3 separate regions of the Zea mays genome follow, and regions 2 and 3 are each linked to region 1. Evidence: chromatin contacts called from public Hi-C data. All regions are on one chromosome and are shown on one strand. The core of a region is the stretch at or near the end of the contact, and the rest is flanking DNA. Distances in the headings are between cores, read along the strand shown. Region 1 holds the start of LOC103638705. Region 2 holds the start of LOC103638703 (C2 and GRAM domain-containing protein). Region 3 has its middle 20 kb from the start of LOC103638703.

What was found. A called contact is a pair of places that touch in the nucleus more often than the background predicts.
Region 2: a contact with region 1 is called in a Hi-C map of leaf, with 4 times the contacts expected there. The contact joins the promoter of LOC103638703 here to the promoter of LOC103638705 in region 1. A contact is called at or near these places in 2 of 25 Hi-C or Micro-C datasets (leaf and tassel) and 1 of 3 datasets of contacts at active chromatin or transcription factors (leaf).
Region 3: a Hi-C map of seedling shows a contact between it and region 1, with 2.5 times the contacts expected there. The contact joins the enhancer-like site here to the promoter of LOC103638705 in region 1. A contact is called at or near these places in 2 of 25 Hi-C or Micro-C datasets (seedling and an unstated tissue).

The regions. Positions count from the first base shown.
Region 1 is chr9:97,112,744-97,116,020 of Zm-B73-REFERENCE-NAM-5.0, reverse strand. It overlaps LOC103638705, which reads left to right and starts at 1,445. Exons shown (of 15, transcript XM_008661545.3): 1 at 1,445-2,042; 2 at 2,669-3,276. The coding sequence starts at 1,721.
Region 2 is chr9:96,743,813-96,747,089 of Zm-B73-REFERENCE-NAM-5.0, reverse strand. LOC103638703 (C2 and GRAM domain-containing protein) reads right to left here and starts at 1,615. Exons shown (of 9, transcript XM_008661542.2): 1 at 572-1,615; 2 at 1-428. The coding sequence starts at 1,070.
Region 3 is chr9:96,763,339-96,766,615 of Zm-B73-REFERENCE-NAM-5.0, reverse strand. No RefSeq gene overlaps it. Among protein-coding and RNA genes, the nearest start is that of LOC103638703, 20 kb to the right of the region's middle. Within about 2 kb of position 1,780, at least 12 of the 20 cell types and tissues checked have an H3K27ac peak or open chromatin away from gene starts, as enhancers often do. A contact at or near this core is called in seedling, where this site is marked.

The DNA.
Region 1 (3,277 bases), core at 196-2,695:
ATAGCCAAAAATTGTCCTACAACCAAATATCGGCTACAATAGATTGGCAAGACAATGTGGAATATTTGGACCTGCATCCAAACACACCCGTCACGTGCGTCGAGCCACGATTAGCAGATAAGATCTGGCCATGGACTGATATGCCCTCCGATATCTTTCTCTTTTCCACTCCCTAGCGTAGTCTTCATCTCATTTTTTCCCGTGTTCTTCCCGTTTGCTGCCCCACTCTCCATGGATCCGCTTGTGCCACTCCTCCCTTGCTTCAAGGTTCACCTACTCCAGTGCTGGTTGAACATGCACATCCGTCTCTTCCATTGTTTGTAGCACCGTCGGCTCCGCCCCCATTGCCGGTGCCGTCTCCATTGCTGGTACAAGGATCATAGCCTCCTCCTCCTTTGGTTCAAGCCCCGCAACTGAAACATGAAACCTGCCTGTTGAATCTAAAACGAAAAACTAGCTGCCAACACTTAGGGTCTATTTGTTTCAGCTTATAGATTATATAATCCAGATTATAATCTAAATTATAATCTAGATATATTATAATCTACATGTAGTTGTTTGGTAGTCTAGATTATACAAATGTAGATTATTCATAAAGACAACAATACCCTTGTTTGTTTATTTGAGGTGAGGAAAGAATGATGGTATTTATATTGTAATTTCTATTTACATAACAATGGGTAGTGGGTCTTTTACCAAAATAATCTCAAATAAGCTACTCTTTAGGATATTATGAGATTATCATAATCTGGGCTTTAGATTATATAATCCGAACTCATAATCTAGGTGTTTGTTTACCTGTTGGATTATTTGCGCTGAATTATATACTCTAGAGAGATTATAATCCGAAACAAACAGAGCCTTAGTACCAGCACACAGTTTAGCAGATTCGGATTCGACACACAGAAAGCATCATGACATAACAACATGACTTGAGCACATATTCAGATTCAGAAAACAGAGATACAATTCACATTACTTGAGCACATGACAACATCACTTCAAATTCGGAGATACAATTCAGTTAATACAATTCACCTCACTTGAGCACATGACTTCAACACATTCACCAAATAGACCAACACTTCGACACATACACACATAATTAAGTTCATACACAAAGAAATAGACCATCATGTGGTCATACACATACACAAACTACTAGTCTGTTCAGCTTCCTAGAAGTGTTCTGCATTTTCACAATGGCATCTTTGAGACCGTCCTTTAGCTCTTGAACAACAAAAGGTTTACAATGCTAGGTTAATATAGGTGTACAAAACTGAATCGTGAGGAAAACATAAGTGCACAAAACAAAATTATAGGTGCATAAGAGAACTCGGGAAGAAGAGTGACGAAGACTACGATCGGGAGGGGAAAAGAAATGGGATCCCAAAAGAAAAAGATAGCCATGGACATATCAGTCCACGGTCTGACATTACCCGATAATCGCGGCTCAACAAGTGTGAGAGCCTGTTTCGGTGTGTTATTTTTGTAAGTCGCCTAGGGCCGATGCTAGAAGAGAAAAGTTCTAGGTTGCGAGTCTTATGTTTGTAAATATCCGCACTCGTAAGTGGTATCCTCACCTCACATAACTACATAAGAGACCGAAACATATTTCCCTCCAGAATCCCTCAACGGAACGCTGCAGCAGTGCAGGTCGCTTTCTTCCCCAAAATTTTGAACCCCGAACCCTAGCTCTGCTCCTCAGTTCCCCGTCTCCATGGACATCGGCGGCAGCGGCGGCATCATATTGTCGCCCGGATCGGAGGATGATAAGTTTGCGCGGAGGCGCTCCCGCCGTGTGAGCTTCGCGGACACCACCGCGGTGCACGTGTTCGACCGCGACGAGGACTTCGAGACGCCTCCCGAGGAGCGCGAGCCCGACTCCACCCCCGCACCCCCTTCTCCCAGGAGGTCCTCGGTTGGCCGGGAGGTTGAGGACGACACGGAGGAGGATTTCAACCGCCCCCCTGTCATCTTCCTCCACGACGTCGACTCGTCGTACCCAGACAGCGCCGCTGAATCCATCGCCTCCGCCGATGGTGGGGTCCTCTGTTTGTTTCGAAATAAAAAATATCGTGAATTGGATGTTGATTTTGTTACGACCCCCACATAGTTTGCTTCCCACAGTTAATGGATATTTAGGTTTTTTTTACGCCGAACTTATTTCTGATGCTCAGGTAGTCAGGTTGCTGCATTTTTCAACTGGATTATGTCAGGTTTGCTGCTCAGATGTTCCATACTTCTCTTTGTGTTGGATCAAGATGTTGATGCTAGATGTGCTGGGCTGTACTTTTGATACAGTAGGCAATTTATTGTGCTGATTGCTGAATTATGAATATAGATGCAATGCAGAGATCTAAGGTGTAGATGGCGTATTGATTGCACAGTACATTAAGCTAGCAGTCATTCCTGTATTGTTGCTCAGTAAGATCTTTAAAACGAAGCACCGTCAATGGATTTGAAGTTGCTTGTGGATTCACTTGTTTTTTGGGATTTAGAAATTATTAGAAAGTAAAACATCACTACATGGTTTTGCGTGTCCATGCTTCTAGTGTGAGTGTGTGACCCTTCTATTATTTATTAGTAATATATGCTAATTATTACGATGCCATATTACTTTGTGGCAAAGCATCCTGTCTTCTCACTATGTGCATTCCTACGACAGATGAAAACTTTTTTGGACCTGTGTCGGCAAGCTTTATTCAAACAGGAAGACCATCAGATTCTGGAATGTCAGAGGATGACAACCATGATATAACTATGGATTCCAGGACGTTCTCTTTGCATTTTCGCAATATTGCTCCACCAGATGACTGTACAGCCTACTCAGCTGGGAGTCTAATGACACCTAATACTGCATCTGAGGGACCCCTGAAGGAACTTACTGCATCTAATCCTGCAAGAGCATCAATTAATGGCCGAGATACATTGACTGACATGAGTTTGTTGAGTGGTAACCCCAGAACTTATGGTTATGATAAGTTGTCACCCACGTTGAACAGTATGATGAAGAAGATAAAAGGGAGCAAGCAAACAAACTCTCCTAAACTTGGTATTTCTGATGTAACTTCTGATTGTGTATTAACCTTGTCTACATCTGAGGAAGAAAGTAGGGAAGAAAATTTATGCATTGACAATGGTGTATCTTCTGATGAGCTGGTCATGGTTAATACAATTGCAGAGCACATTTCTATGAGAAATCCAGTTTCGACCAGCACAGATCTGATTCAAGATGACAATGAAATGATAATTGATGTCCAGGAGAATTCAAAGG
Region 2 (3,277 bases), core at 366-2,865, 370 kb after region 1:
GTCGACGACTGGATGGTCGGTGGTGTCCGATGCGACAGAATGCTGCACCTGCTGCACGGTGGCGTTCTCGGGTTTCCTGAAGAAGTAGCGGGACAGGACCTCCACCACTGACGACGGGGTTGGCATCGCGTCGGTGTCTGCGGCTGCTGCTGGTCCACCAGGGTCAGGGGCTGCTAAGTCCTCCACGCTGCTCCGGTCTGGCTGCTCCAGAATGCTGGAAGGGAATCGCTCGAAGCTGCTGCGAGACGCTCGTTCGATGCTGGGGACGGCTGATAGGTCGATGCAGCTATATGTTGTCGACAGCGTTTTGTGCTCGATGGTGCTGTCTGAACTGGACGCCAGGTCGTCTGATGCAGGATGGGGAACGCTCTGTGATTCTTCGGATACGTGGGTTCTTGTGGACAACGATACGTGCAGACAAACTTCTCCTGAAAATTTAGCAAGCAAATCTAGGTCATGGATCAAGACGAAAAATCACTAGTATTTGATTTGCATCGTACTCCACTCCACGTGGATAATGTTGCGGGAAGAAAGAAGGAGAGGTTGAGAAAGCGCGCAACTGCGATGATACCGCGGCATTTCTTCTTGGACTTTTTGCTCTTGGGCTGGAGCTGGTACCACTGGGTGCCGAGGGAGAGGTCGTCGGTCTCCATGACCTGGGACAGCGGCAGGCGGACCTGACCCAGCAGGTCGTTGCTAAAGTACTTGTCCTCGTTGAGCACGGACACGACCAGCTCCTCGGCGACGTTGCCCACGAGGAAGCTGAACTCCTCGTCCCAGGCGGGCGACAGGCTGCGCTTCACCACGGCCGTCTTGGCGCGCCGCTTGCCCAGCTTGAGCTTCACGAAGGGGTCGCTGGAGCCGTTGAGGTGCACGGCGGGGAGGCCACGCGCCTCCACCACGCGCACCAGCAGCTTCATCGGCGTAACCCGCAGCGCGCTCTCCGTCGCCGCCTCCACGGACGTAGTGCTGTTCCTCCCCGGTTTCGTCATGGACGGGAGCGACATCGCCGCGGCGGCGGCCGCCGCCTCCGACACCGTCGACGCGCTCCTCGCCGCCGACTTGGTCATGCATGCGATGCGAGGGTCCCGGCCGGCGGCGGTGATGAACGGATCGGTCAAGGAAGAGCGACGGTGATAGAGCGAATCGATCAAGAAAGAGCGGGAGAGAGGTTGGACGGTTTTGAGCTATTGCTTCCTCCCCCGCTGTGGTTCGTGCAGCATGGGCTGGGCTGTTTCAGGTTTCTAAACATAGGCATAGGCGTGGGGACAAAATGTTCAGGTTTCTAAACATTTGCATAGGGAGAAAAAAAAACGCTGGGATTCCTATGTACGAGGATGGGCAAGCTCCGTGCCGCATGGGCTGCTTCAGGTTCAGGTTACCAACATAGGCACATTCCAAACATAGCCAAAAACTGAAGACGAATGAACCAAACCAATCAAAGAAGCGACCCCCACGTGACATGGCCACTTTCATATCAAGAAAGAAGCAAAAAGCCAAAAACCAGCCATATCAGGCCTCAGTGGGAAGCGCGCTCAGAAGAAACGGGTGCAAGCTATCCACGTGACAGCAGGCGCTCCGACTCCGAAGACATAGGTGGGAAGCAAGCTATCCCCCTTGGCAGACGCTCCAAGACATAGGTGTGAAGCAAGGTACCCACGTGGCAGGCGCTTCCAAGTGATATTCTAGGGATCAGCAAGAGGTTCCCTGCTTTTATACAGAGAGATATCTTTCTATTTTTACAGTAGAATAGTAGTATTTCTTTTAGCTTTTAGTTTTATATCTATATTTAAATAGATAGTAATAATGAATATAGACACATATATAAAATACATATATTACATATGGACAAGTATAATAGGAGTTCTGCTGGGCTTCCAATAGTTAAAGTAAGCCCAGCAACCACCCCTGCAACCTGGTTCAATCCGGCGCGCCGACTCAAACAGGCTGTTGGGTGCCCCACGCCTATGCGCGTAAAAAAAGAAATACATGCATGAGTCAAACACGTTCCCTTGCATGCGCGTAAATTTATGAAACAGATGTGTGGTGGTTTCTATTTTTAAATGTTTTATTTTTCTCCATAAATATAGGATTGCTGCAACAGCCATGCAGCTAGACTCGTACGAACCATTTTATGATATATATATCGATACTAAATATGCTACACTGTGTAGATAATTATGCAATTCGGTATACTACGTAAAAATCTGTTACCCGCTGCATGCGCACAAATTTATGATGGAAAGAATGTGCAATGAAAGGAAATGAATTGGCATGCATAGAAACAAAAAATCGTATTTAATGTTTTATTTCCTTCGTAAATATAGGATCCCTCCAATAGCAATGCCTCTAAACTCGTTAGAACTAGTTTATGATATATACTTATACTAATTATACTATACGGTGTAGATATTTATGCAATTCGGTACACTGCGTAAAAATTTGTTTCCTGCTGCATACGCACAAATTTAGGATGGCAAGATTTACGATGAAAGAAAATCGATTGACATGCATGAAAACAAAAAAACTTATTTAAATGCTTTATTTCCTCCATAAATATAGGATAGCTCCAACAAACATGCAACTAGGCTCGTTAGACCTATTTATGATATATACTTATACAAATTATGCTACATGATGTAAGTATTTATACAATGTGGTACACTTCGTAAAAAATCTAGTATATTGTTCACTGGTGGATGCATCTTCAGGTTCGAGCTTAAAAACCTTAAGTTTTGAGCATAAAACCCCTCAGTTATAAGCGTAAATACCGAGCCAATGTGAAAGGTTGATAGCTCTAGTAGGTTGTTATTACGGTTCTATTTTTATGTCAGATTCGAAAAACATGACTCCTGGGAGTTCCCATTTCATGCACGCAAATTTTGGATTATATTTTTCTTTCTAGTTCACCCGCTAAAAATTGGATGACATGAGTCACAGAGAGCATAGATTCTTATACAACGTCTTATAAATAATTACACTGTGTAGCATAATATATCGGTCCAACTAAGAACGCCAGCGGAAATTAGGGTCAGTTTTATGGCAAACGTAAAAATCTGGCATTTACGAACATAAGTGATTTGATTTAATTTTTTATGATAGTTACGAACAAGCGGAATTAGGGATAGTTATATGGCAGACGTACAAATCTAGCATTTACGAACATAAATGATTTGATTTTTTATGGTAATTATGAACAGCATAAATCAAGGAATTGTCTTTCCAATGTGCATGTAGTAAACTGATATACAAACTATGTGTTCAAGCATAAAATCAT
Region 3 (3,277 bases), core at 531-3,030, 350 kb after region 1:
TGAGCATTTGAACCATAAGGAATGCGAGAGTAATTAAAAGACGTCATTGAGTAACTTTGTTTGTCCGTCTTTTTCTTGAAGTCGTTGTTGTCCTTTGGTGAAGATGAAGAAGTGTCGCTGTTGTAGTACATTATCTTCTTGATGCCCTTATTCTTCTTCTCGCCCTTTTTGTTCTTGCCGGATCCAGATTTGACGGTCTCTGCTCCCTTGGGCGTGTTGTCGGAGAGGACTTCCTTCTCCTTCTCATCGGTCACCTTCCCCTTGCCTTTAGGATCCATATCTTCGAGCGATTAGTCCCTTGATGAATAGAACAGGGGGGTGAATAGGTGATTCTACAAAACTTGAGTAAAACAACACAAACTTGGTCCAATTTATAGATTAGAGAGACTAAAAAACAAGTTCGGATGAGAAGAGGAAAGAAAGAAAGATTCTTCACCTAATTGCTCACTTGAGATGTGTATTAAACTAGGAGTAATATGTAAGTGAAGCTTATGCTTAAGGAAGATAGAAATCACAGTAAAGTAAATGGATAAGAGACACATCGTTTTTTCCTATGGTTCGGCCAAATCCTACTCCACGTTGTGGTGACCTCCTTCGGTCAAGGGTTGCACTCAACCCCTCTCAAGTGATCCAAAGATCAAACTTGAGTGTCACGGTATTCTTCCTTATATCAATCTCGTTTGTGAGGAATCTCCACGAATTGCAATCTCTCATGCCTTACACAAGTGATCAATATCAAAACCGAAGTAAGGGGGAGTAAGAACACAGACACAAGAGCACAATCGCAGCAATAACATGCACACAAGCGAAGAAAAAAGCACAAGAACAAGAACAACTGAGTTACAGCTCAGAAAAGCGCGCAAATCTCTCAAACAATTCAAACAGCATGGTCGCGTGTGCTCTTAGAATGCTTGGTCTGTTGCTCCATGGTGCCTAGGGGTCCTTTTATAGTCCCAAGGGGCCTAGGAGCCATTAGAGCTCCCAACCTTTTTGTATGCATGTGCACCAGACTGTCTAGTGGCACACTAGACACTGCACAATACAATGGTTAGAAGATCACTGATTGGCCACTTCTCTTCTTAGACGGGCACCGGACTGTCCAGTGCACCATCTGATCGTTGGAGTCTGCTGACGTGGTTGATAGCCGTTAGCTGACTATCACACCAGACTGTCCGGGGCTCTACGCGGACCGTCCGGTGAATTATAGCCGAGTAGGCCTGGCTGAACCCGAGAGTGGCCTCGTTGCCCGTACAATCATCGGACTGCCTAGTGCTGCCCAGACCAGCCCATCTTCTCCTTTTTTGTGTTAAATTCCTTTGGCTTCGTTTGGCTCGACTTTAGATGATCCTTAGCACCTAGACAAAAATGATTAGCACATAAAACAATTGACTAAGTCTTGAAACTATACCTTTTTCATCTATTTCCTTCAGGATTTGTAATATGCCCCAAACTCAAGCCCCAAAAGTGCTCACACTTATACCATATCTCACAAAGTTGCTTTCTAGATCCTTGTTTGTGCTCTTTTGGACTTGACATCTTCAATTTGCTAGATTATAATGTGTACTCATGCTCATGTGAAAAGTGTTAGTTTATAGTAGTGTGTTGAGCAGTTAATCACCAAAACACATGGAAATGTCCCAAGGGCACATTTCGCTTTCACCAACCCCCTCCAAAGTTTCAACGTCTTATAACCGACGCACAGTGCCTCGGGTCACCAGGACTATCCGATTCGATGAAGCGGTCGTGTTTAAGGCGGTGGGGAACCATCCGTGAGCTGGGACAGAATGGTGGCTCGGGCCCAGGTGCGCTATGTGCTTCCTGCACGCCGAAAGGCCAATATGGGTCGTGCCAATGAGGCCGACCAAGGCCAGCTGGCCCTTTTCTTTTTCAAGAGATTTCAGAATCCTTTAATGTATTTCCAGCAAAAAGTAAATAGTAAAGAAATTAGTAAAATAGTAAAGAAATTTTTAGCAATATTATTTCCAGACTTAGAAAATTATAGAGATATTTTTAGACTATTTTATTCTGTTGCGTACTTTGTTTTAATTTTTTGTGCAATTTGGGTTAGTTATGAAACCAATGTGAATTAATTATAGTTTAAATCACGTGGAATTTAGAAAATTTGTGTTAACTGAATAATTTACCAATGTTCGATATTGTTACCATATTTTGTACAAGTTTATATTTTCTAGATCATCCAACAATAGTTTAGAATTATTAAACAAGAAACTTTGTTTATCATGAATGGTTATTATTTGACCAATGTTAAATATTTAATCATGCAAGTTATATGCTTCAGTATTTCGTTTCAGTTGTCCTAAATATTTTTTCTATTTTAATATTTTAAAGGTGCAAACACTACATGCAGATTGGTCAGATCGCATAGATTAAACCACTGGATGGTAGTAATTACCATTCTTGGGGGAAATAACCACAATGGGTGAAATAGATTACTCACTGCGGTTTGAGAAACCTATAGAGCCCACAATGGGCACTTCCAACTATGATCATAATTAGATGCAATACAGCATCGATAAGGTTAAGTGGGAGAGATCCAATGGCAAGTGCTTGATCATCATCAAGAGAAGCATCAAGGATCCTCTTTAGGGTTCTATATCAGAATGTGAGACTGCCAAGGAGTACCTTGAGAAGATAGGTTCTCATTTTAAAAGGTCCTCCAAGGCATATGCATGCTCTCTGATAATGGAATTTGTCAATGCAAAGTACAATGGAAATGGTGTCAAAGCATTCATACAGAACATGATCTTCGTGGTTGCTAAGATAAACAAATACCTCGGGTCTCCCATGCATGAGGAATTTGTAGTGTTCATGATAATGATGTCTCTGCCAAAGAACTATTAGACATTTCATATCCAGTACAACACCAGTGTGACAGATAATTGGAACATAGACCAACTCATGGCATAGTGTGTTCAAAAGGAGAAAATGTTGAAGCAGAAAGGAGACTCTGTCAACTTTGTAAAAAAATATCCCCAAATAGAACAAGAACTCTCAAAATAAGTTCAAGAAGCAGATGAAGCATGATCACCAGACTTCTACTAGCAATAATCAACTGAAGCAGTCAAGCAACTTCTAAGTGCAACATGATGCATGCCTCTACTGCAAGAAAACAGTGCATTACAAGAGGAAGTACCTAGAGTTTCTGCAATATCTTCTGGAGAATGGGATTCCATTCAAGCCAAAGACTCTGAAAGGGCCAAAGAACAATTAAGATAGCAAACGGAAAGGAAGCAGAAGTGGAAGCTATCGGATATCT